Regions from separate parts of the Mus musculus genome. Here region 2 is linked to region 1. Evidence: chromatin contacts called from public HiChIP or PLAC-seq data. All regions are on one chromosome and are shown on one strand. Each heading gives the region's core, a stretch centred on a gene start, on an enhancer-like site or on the middle of the called end of the contact. The rest is flanking DNA. Distances are from core to core; before and after follow the strand shown.

What was found. HiChIP or PLAC-seq counts read pairs in DNA pulled down with a chosen protein or histone mark.
Region 2: a contact with region 1 is called in an H3K27ac HiChIP or PLAC-seq map of microglia, with 4 times the contacts expected there. The contact joins two enhancer-like sites. A contact is called at or near these places in 1 of 484 Hi-C or Micro-C datasets (cortical neurons) and 1 of 115 datasets of contacts at active chromatin or transcription factors (microglia).

Annotation. Positions count from the first base shown.
Region 1 is chr2:165,446,146-165,451,167 of GRCm38.p6, forward strand. It overlaps Slc13a3 (solute carrier family 13 (sodium-dependent dicarboxylate transporter), member 3), which reads right to left. Exons shown (of 13, transcript NM_054055.2): 2 at 2,377-2,642. The region is part of intron 2 of Gm14437 (predicted gene 14437); the gene reads left to right. Among named protein-coding and RNA genes, the nearest start is that of Gm14437, 6.5 kb to the left of the region's middle. Within about 2 kb of position 2,531, at least 3 of the 459 cell types and tissues checked have an H3K27ac peak or open chromatin away from gene starts, as enhancers often do. A contact at or near this core is called in microglia, where this site is marked.
Region 2 is chr2:165,952,667-165,957,688 of GRCm38.p6, forward strand. No RefSeq gene overlaps it. Among named protein-coding and RNA genes, the nearest start is that of Platr29, 26 kb to the right of the region's middle. Within about 2 kb of position 2,360, at least 133 of the 459 cell types and tissues checked have an H3K27ac peak or open chromatin away from gene starts, as enhancers often do. A contact at or near this core is called in microglia, where this site is marked.

The sequences.
Region 1 (5,022 bases), core at 1,281-3,780:
TTTGCCTGTTGAAGTCAGTCCAAGCCTAGCGTTTCTCTGCCTTGCCCACAGATCTTTAATGGTGCCCATTCCAGGATGCAGCGACCTGGCACTAGAATCTGCCACCTCGCCCCTCCTCTTCTGCTCCCATGTCTGCTGGCTCCTACTGCTCACTAACCTGGGCTTCTTGCCAGCATAAAGTCAACCTGGATGCTTCTGTTCCAGTCTTCCTGGTCCACACCCACCAGCACGATCTAAAGTGTCATAGGATTTTCCACATGGAGATCATTTAACTACACTGTATTAGGTAGGAGGTAAATGGAGGACCCCATAGATTAAGCCAAGGACTCCAGCTCCTGTCAGGCTCCCTATGATGACAATGGCTTCTGGATTCTTCATCCATTTCTGTCTCCTCTTAGACCTGTTTCTTTCAGGCTCCCTTGCTTCATCTTCAGAGCCATTTCATGGCCTTTCTGTCCATTCTGCCCAGCTGAGCCTAGAGGCTTCCTCCTCCAGAAAGTCCCCCTCCCTCCCCTCTCAGACTTTATATTCAGGGGTCCAAGTACACCTGGCGTTAAACAAGCTTTTATCTGAGACTATCCTCCAGGTCTTCTAATGGGGATGGGACAGTGTCACTGAAACACCTTGTCATGAGCATTTTCCCATTACACTGTAAGACAATGGTTCTCAAACCTCCTTAAAGCTATGGCCCCTTGATACAGTTCCTCAGGCTGTGGTGACCCCCAACCACAATAGTATTTCATTGCTACTCATAAGAGTAATTTAGCTAATGTTGGGAACCACAATGTAAACACCTGCATTTTCTGTTGGTCATAGGCAGCCATGAAAGGGTCATCCAACTCCCGAAGGGGCCAAGACCCACAGGCTGAGAACCACTACTGTAAGAGCTTTGGCACCTTGAGGTGTCAGGGACAATTAAACCTGTCACCAAATGATGGCTGTTGTTGGGCCTGCCATGGGAGCACACAACATTGATGTGTTTCTAGAGGTTAGCATGTGGTGCCCTGGCACGCGTGTGCTAAAGGGATCATTTGGAAAACTGTACTCTGCTGTCACTGGGGTTGTTATTTTTCTTTTATCTATCTATCTATCTATCTATCTATCTATCTATCTATCTATCTATCTATCTATCTATCCACCCATCCAGTGTGTGTGTGTGTGTGTGTGTGCATGTGTGTGTGTGCATGCGTGTGTGAGTGTGTGTGTACGCAAATAACATGTCATCTGTTGGTGGTCAGAGGAAGGACAACTTTTGGAGTTGGTTCTCTCCTACCACTATGTGGGTCTCAGAGACCCTGTTGAGGTTTGATCTTTTGCTATGTATTGTAACGCTAAATATTGGTCCTAAGGTTGCCCCTAAGGATGAGAATCTGCACATAGACCCAAATGATGCTAAGTGACCTTGCCCTCCAAGTTATCCCTGATTGATGAATAAAGATGTTTACAGCTTATAACTGAGCAAAATTGAGATAGGCAGGGCTTGGGGGTTTCCAGGCTTGGCATTGGAGGAGAACCATGAAGAGAGGGAGAGGGAAGACTCCATGGGTTAGGTGAGTCATGAAAATACGTCCATGAGGGCTGGCCAATTGGAGTTAGGAGTGGCCCAGATGGAATATGGCAAGTTATAACTCAGGGTTATTAACTGGAGAAATAGATTTTAATAGCTTAGAGGGTAGATATCTGGCCAGCTCTAGAGCTGACTAGGGCTTATAATAATAAAAGTTGTATCTTTTATCCATGAACTGAGTGATCAAAGGTGGAGTAGAAGCCCCCAGTTGAGATTAAATATTATGACAACACACTCCTACCCTTCTCTCTGGCAACCATCAAGAATGACTAGCAGTCAGCTTTATCTCTTGAGTCTGTGATCCCTTGAACTTGCTGTTCATTCACAAGGACTTCTTGAGACCTGGCTACACAGCTGGCAGAGATGGGTGCTGCCATTTTCTGGAACAGAGGAGCCTGACACCAAGAAGCCTGGTGACACGAGGCTGAGGGGCAAGCAGTCCAATCCTGTCTCCAGTGACTCTTATATTATTGACTTTTTGAGCCAGGGTCTCACTATGTAGCTCAGGCTGTCCTGGAACTCACTCTGTAGACTAGGCTGGCCTCAAACTCATAGAGACCTGCCCTCTTCCGCTTCTTAAGTGCTGGGATTAAAGGCGTGCACCACCATGGCTGGCTTTGGAGGATTTTGAAGCATATCAAAGACAGCTGTCACCAAATCAGCTCTACACTGCACGTATGAGGAATGCATCGAGTTGTCAGGAAACTAGGAAGCCAGACATGTGGGAAACAACAGTTTCTTGGTTCAATGGCCATAAAGGAAGAGCTTTGCCTTCCACCCACCCCACGTTCCCCTGTGCCTGGTCTCACCTTGCAGGCTGGACCCCAACCAGCATGAGGACCTTGAGGGCGATTCTCCGGTGCAAGTTCCATTCCTCTATGGCGCTGGCCATGATCAGGCCGCTAAGGAAGAGGAAGTTGGTGTCGAGGAAGTACTGGGGGCAGACCTTGCTGGAGGGCAGAATGCCCATGAAGGGGAAGAGGATGATGGGCAGAAGAGCTGTCACTGACAGGGGCAGGGCCTCTGTGCACCAGTACACCGCCATGAGCAGGATGACATAGAGGCATCGGCCTTCCTGTGTGTAGAGGAGAGGATGAACACTCCATCAGTGGCTTGAGCTTCAGGCCAGAGGTGATAGGGGAAGGGGCACCAAGGCTCACGCTCAGGGAAGCAGTGGGCATATCATCTTGCTCAGCTATAAAATGAGGAAGCTCTCTGCACCACAGACGTTGTTGGAAATATATGGAAACATTCCCTCCCACACACACCATTATCTCTGTGGGAAATTATCTCTTACCCTGAGGATAATAACATTAACAATTTACTTCTAGAGAGTTCTAGAAAGTTCTGGAAAGGCAGAGGGAGAGTGGAACAAAAGGAAAGCAATCAAGAGTACTTAAAAGGTTCCTCCATGGACACCTGGAGCATGATTCTGGTGGGAAACCTGGAGGTGGTGTTATAGATGTGTCCAACCTTTTGACGTTAGGAAAGATGCCATCTACAAAGGTTGTCTTTGAAGATTACAAAAAGGAAAGGAAAGGAAGGAAGGAAGGAAGGAAGGAAGGAAGGAAGGAAAGAGAGAGAAAGGAAGGAAGGAGAGAGAGAGAAAGAAAGGAAGGAAGTAGAGAAAGAAAGAGAGAGGGAGAGGGAGGGAGGAAAGAAAGGGAGGGAGGAAGGAAGAAGGAAGGAAGGAAGGAAGGGAGGAAGGAAGGAAGGAAGGAAGGAAGGAAGGAAGGAAGGAAGGAAGAAGGGAAGAAGGGAAGAAAGAAAGAATCTTCTAATGTTTTAAGTAAGTTTAGGAAATCACGTAGAGATGAATTGATGGCAGTCCTCCACGGTTCTATGCTGAAGAACATGTCTTGAGTTGCTACCTGAAGTGTAGGGCATCCTGGGTATTCACAGATGATCCCTTGTTATCCCTGGCTGAGGACTGTTCTGGGAGCATTCCCAGATGCCCCAGTGGCGGACTGAGCATGCCCCTCCAGTCAGACAAGCTCACCATGGAGACAGGCAGATGCTATTGGTGTGAGTGGGATTGGCCAGCACTGATGGCAACTGCCACCCCTACAGGACACTCTTGATATGGACCGAAAGAGCCAACACTCAGTGTTCCCTGCCATTTGCCCTGTTCCATGCATCTCCTGACAAGACTTGGGAGAGGTGGGTCCAGGGATGTCTGGGTGTAAGGCTGGTGACTCTGGGATCCCCTTGGTCCATCTTACATCTTTGTATTTGGGAAAAAATGTGTATAAGATTGTTCATTTTTATCTTGGGGCCAATATAAGACATTCAGACCACTAGACAGTAGCAGACCCTCAAACATTCTGTTTCTGTTGGTGCCTTGCTGCCCCCGGATTCCCCAGCTTCCACTTCTTCAGGAGAGACCATGTAGCCTGGCCCTCATCCCCAAGGAGGCAAAAAGCAGAATTGGATCTGATGAGCTGTGGGGATACAGGGAGGGGGGCTGAGTGTGAAAAGGGAAGATGATAACATCTGAATGCATGTTTCACCCCCTTCCCTTGTTGATACACAGCCTCTACAGGTGTGGTGATAAGAGGTGGGGACTCGTACCCTTGAGAGAGGCCTCAGGCTCGATCTGCTCTGTGAGGACTCTGAAGAAGAGCACCTTTCTGAGGTTGAGTGCTGCCTTCACTAGGCTCCTCATCAGCCAACATCTCCATCTTGGACATTTTTTTTAGCCTCCTCACCAGAAGCATGGAGGTTCCCAACCTTCAGGGCTGTGAGCAGTAAACCTGTATTGTTTATAAACTACCCAGGCACCCTAGAGTTTTGTTACAGACACTCCTCCTGCCCAGCTTGGCATCATCATTCTGGCTCAGACATGAACGTTCAGCTTCTGTCTTTAGGTGCACAGCTGGCCAACACTTCCAGGGAAACAGCATTCTGGAACCAGTTCCCACTAGGAAGTTTGGTGGCCTTTATAACCACACGAAGGAGGCATATTGAACGCCATCTCCCAAGCTTCCTAGTGAGATTCTGTCATCCTTGCCTTAACTTCTTCATTCTGGTTTACTATCATGGCTTGATTTCAGATCCTGTCTCTAGGCCCTTTGATGAACGATCCATTCAAAGGATGTCTCCTGCCTTCCAGGAGAGGGCGGCAGCTTTCTGAGGTTCAGAGGTCTATAGCAAAGGGAAGGGGAGTGCATGCCTGTGCTGGAAGCTTCTTTTGTGTGTGACTCAAAAAGAAGTCATGCTCTCCAGCTGGACCCAGAGCCTGTCTAAGGCAAACCCAGCTAACAAGGGCTACCATTGTCTACCCAGCATCCATCTGCTGCGTTCGGAGGCTGGCAGATGGAAACATAGGTTGTTCTGTTGTGGTCTGGTTTTTGGTTTTGTGAAGTACCAGGGTTGGAACCTAGGGCTTTGCACATGCTGGATCATCCTCTGACTCTGAGCTATGTCTCTAGCTATATTTTTGCTTTGTAGATTTT
Region 2 (5,022 bases), core at 1,110-3,609, 510 kb after region 1:
CAGGTTCACCGGAAGACTATGTATAAAAAACAAACAAACAAATAAAGCTAAACATGATAGAGGAAGATGTTGGATACTGACCTCTGACCAAACACACACACACACACACACACACACACACACACACACACACACACACACACACATTCACTCACATGCACAGAGATCAAGGTTAGCCTCTCAGTGTTCTTCAAGCCAGTGGCTCTTGGAGTTATGGTCCTCTGTTGTCCTTAGCAGAGCTGGTGGCTGTACTTTCTTAGCCACCGGGGCCTCCAATTTAAAGCCTTTCTTTATATTCAGTCTACTTGCTCTCTCTGTGATCCAGGAAGGCTACCATTACATTTCCATAGAGGCTGTGGTAATTAATAGTGGTGGTAAGATTTAATGAAAGAGGGAATTAGGATCCAGCCCCTGGCTGCTTTCACAGAAGGCCACGCTAACAAGCACTAAAGGCCTGACAGGGAGCTGCTCTCTGCTCCAAGGAAGCCTCCCACCTACCCCACACCCTGACATCTCCCTGGAGACTGTTCTGTACAGCAAGTGCCTGCTCTCTCCCAGTGTTCGAGGCCTCTCGGGGATGCTCTGAGTACAAACCCTAGTAGTCCAAGTCCAAGACAGAGATTTACAGGAAGCAGGGCATATTTATCACCCCCAGCACTCAAAAGGCAGAGGCAAGGGGATTATCAAGAGGTTGAGGCTAGCCTGATCTACATGGAGTTTTAGACCAGCCAGCCAGGGTTTCATAGGGAGACTTTATGTCCAAAAACAAAACAAAAACAAATGAACAAAGCCCCGAAATGTCAAGTATGGGGTGAACACTTTTAATCCCAGTACTGGGGAGGCAAAAACAAGGGGAACCCTTTGAGTTCTAGGCCAGCCTAGCAAATTTCAGAACAACCTGGGCTTTGTCTATCATCTATTACATATATTACGATTATACTGGGTTCATGTAGATGAGACTAGCCTAGCACCCACCTGGAAATCATGACAACTCTCCTGCCTCGGCCTCCTAAGAACTGGGATACAGGCATGAGCCACCACACCTAGATACTATATGTGATGTATGATTGATTGATTGATTGATTGATTGATTTTTTGGTTTTTCGAGACCGGGTTTCTCTGTATAGCCCTGGCTGTCCTGGGCCTTACTTTGTAGACCAGGCTGGCCTGGAACTCAGAAATCCGCCTGCCTCTGCCTCCCGAGTGCTGGGATTAAAGACGTGCGCCACCACGCCCGGCCTGTGATGTATGATTTATGATTTGCATGTATATACACTGTACACACTGATACTTCACATGTGTATTTACTGCTTTATTACATATGTACATATGAACTCCATATATGATGCTTGCTATGTATAACATATCATGTGTCATATAGACAGTATTATTACTGTCCCACTTACTGATGGGAAATCTGAGGCACAAGAAGTTTAGTAACTTATTTAGAGTCACAAAGTCTGGCCAGTTAGCACAGTGCTAACTAACAGAGTCATCAAGCCACTAAATACCAGTTGACTTTGTCTTCGGGACTCCTTGGTTTTGGGAGCCATGGTTTCACCATGACAGGTTGATTGGGGAAACATCTGTTTGTCTCCCTCTGGTTTTTGTTTATTGGTTTGTTTGTTTGTTTGTTTGTTTTCCGAGACAGGGTTTCTCTGTGTAGCCCTGGCTGTCCTAGAACTCACTCTGTAGACCAGGCTTGCCTTGAACTCAGAAATCCACCTGCCTCTGCCTCCCAAGTGCTGGGATTAAAGGCGTGCGCCACAACACCTGGCTTGTCTCCCTCTGTTATTTCCTCCTTCCTAACACAGTACAAAACCTAGAACTGATTGACTATAAGCCCAGGACTCAACAGGTAGAGGTAGGAGGAGAGAGAGAGACTTTGTGAGCTGTGTCAGCCTCTGCTACATAGCAAGTTTGAAGCCAGCCTGGGCTACATAGTGAGAACACACACATACATACAGAACTCAGAGCTCCACTTTTAGGGACTCTGGGATCGAACTCGGGTTGGGCCAGCAGGGTTGTAAATGGGCACCTTTACCACTGAGCCATTTTGCTAGACCAAATTATCAATTTTACTATGCTTTCTAGTATCAAAACCAGGATCTCTCTCCCAACCGGCAGGAGCACTGCTCAGCCTCCGAGCCTTCACGGTTTTATTTTTCCGGTAACACTGAAGGGTCCTCATAGCTGTTACGGCCTCCTCAAGTCCTCTCCGTCGGAGAAACCCTGGGGTGGGCCTCCTGGCAGTTTGTTTTCTCTTCATCGCTGACAAGCAGGATCAGATCAGGCTGAACTTCCTGTGGAAGAATTCACAGAAGAGTTATTTATGGCTACTTCATCTTCCGGCGCCGAGACAGTGACCGGGGTTAAAGTTAGAGGGGTGCGGAAGTGGAGCACGGGGAGAAGAAGGCGCGGTCGGGGCGCAGCTGCTTAGATAAGCTGTTTAGATTGCACACTGAGTGGTATATATTTAACGCTTATTCTTTCACACTTTATTAATTTATCTGCTTGTGTTTTCGCACGCACACACTACAGTGTTCATGGAGCGCTCGGAAAACGCGTGGAAGTCAGTTCTCTCCTACAGTGTGGGTCCTAGGGACTGAACTCAGCCCGCCAGGTTCAGCAGCAAGAACTTTACACACTTAGCCATCTTCCTAGCCCAGTGCCTAATATTTTAAAATCTACTGGAGAAAGAGAGAAGAAAGAAAACTGTCTTCTTCCATTTGTTTTGAGAAAAGAGTCTCCTGTAGCCTAGATTCCTCTTAAACTCCCCATTCTGAGCTGAGGAAGGCCTTCGACTCAGACCCTCTTGCCTTTGCCGCCATGCCCTGAGCATGTTCTGTGACTCAAGCCTGTAATTATACCGTGGGGAAGGCAGAGATGGGCAAATCTCTTCGAAGTCAACGGGCCCTTTGGGTGGCTCACTCCAGCTCCAGTTCCAGGACTTCTGACACCTTCTGACCTTGCACAGGAAAGCACACATGTGCACAAACGCACAGCCACACATATGTACACATATGTACAGAGGAAGGCCAGGAAACCAAAGCCTCCTTCTCGGAGCCTTCCTTGACTCTCGGGACTCTTTCTTCTAACTTTTCTTTTTCTTTCTTTCTTTCTCTCTCTCTCTCTCTCTCTCTCTCTCTCTCTCTCTCTCTCTCTCTCTCTCTCTCTCTCTCTCCCTTCCTTCCTTCCTTCCTTCCTTTCTTTCTTTTCTTTTTTTTTTTTTTATTTTTGGCTTTTCCAGACAGGGTTTCTCTGTATAGCCCTGGCTGTCCTGGAACTCACGCTGTAGACCAGGCTGGCCTCGAACTCAGAAATCCGCCTGCCTCTGCCTCCCGAGTGCTGGGATTAAAGAGAAGCTTCTGAAGGTCCTGAGTTCAAATCCCAGCAACCATATGGTGGCTCACAGCCATCCGTAGCAAGATCTGACTCCCTCTTATGTAGTGTGTGAAGACAGCTACAGTGTACTTACATAGAATAAATAAATAATTTTTTTAAAAAGTAGCTTGGGCTGCAAAGTGAGATCAAGATAAAATTCAGAGTCATAGACACACAGGAGAGAGGCCTGGGGAAGACAGAGGAAAAGCCCTGGTGGGGGTGGGGTGAGGTTGAGGAATCAATACACCCAGCATTTCTAGCAAACCCCAGAGACAGAGGTGGGCTGGAGTACCTCTCCCCAGAGAGTTCGAAGCAACCCAGTTCTGCAGAAACCTTCATTTCTGTCTTTTGTCTTCAGAACGGCAAAAGGACTCATTTCTGTGGTTTAAAGTCACCAGGTTTGAGATCATCTGTCATCTGAGCTCTAGGGAACCAATCTGCTCACACTGAGCGAGAGAGGAAAATGAAAATTATGGCGGCATATTATTTTAACCAGTTTGACAAAGATCACAAGGTCTGATAGCAGCCAGCCAGCGCCTGTTCTGAGAAGCACTCGCTTTCTTTCTCGGCTGGCAGGAAGATATGTAAATTGATGTGATCATCCTGGAGTTGATGTGACAAATTCTGTCAAAATGACAAATGAGATTTCCTTCTGACCCAACAATTCTACTTCTAGGATTTGCCCAACACATGAAGAAACGAGCACCCATGGGATGTGCTGGCACACACCTGTAATCCCAGCACCAGGAAGAGCGAGGGTCACCAGCTTGAGATCAGTCTAGGATTACATAGCGAAGATGGGAGTAGGGAGTGGGCAGGAGAAGCTGAGGCAGAAGGTTCATAGCAGATTCAAGTCTAGCGTGGGCTACATAGTGAGTTCTAAGCCAGCCTGAACAGCATAGCCCCAACCTGTTTGGAATAAAGAAGGAGGAGGGAAAGGAGGAGCAAGAGGAGGAAGAGGAGGAGAAGGAAGAGGAGACAGAAGAGGAGACAAGAGGAGGAGGAGGAAGAGGAGGAGGAGGAGGAAGAAGTAGCACACAACCAGGATCCTAGCACACTAGAACCAGAGCCGAGAATGTCAGAAATTCTAGGTCACGGGGTCTTACTATGTAGTCTGGCTTGGAATTCTATTATGCAGACCAGGTTGGCTTTAAAATCATAGAGAACCTGTCCTGCCTCCTGCGGACAGAAGGTGAGCACCACTGCACCCGGCTCCTCTCCCTTTCTGAGTACGTATCTCCTTTCGTGACCCTCTGGACATTTTCACTCTTTTTCTGAAGACCCCACTTCTGCCACACAGCTGTTTGCTTGCCTCCATCTCGGAGCCTGCGCCTTCTTGGACTGTAATTTTAAAGATGTGGCTTTCTCTCCTCTCCCTTTCCACCTACTTCCTCCTGGCAGCTGCCGAGCTTTGCAGCCTGCCTCTCCTCCAAACTCTCCTGGACTCTACATGCTGGTCCTTAAGTCCTTCCAAATTCTTTTTAAAAATTTGCATCAAGGGGACTAAGAACCTATGAAAGGAGGCCCCAAGCTCCCTGGTAACACGAAGACCTGTCTGTGTTCAGATCACGGGACTCATGGGGAAGAAAAAAAAAACTGGTTGTAGAGTACATGTGAAATCTCATCACTGGGGGAGGC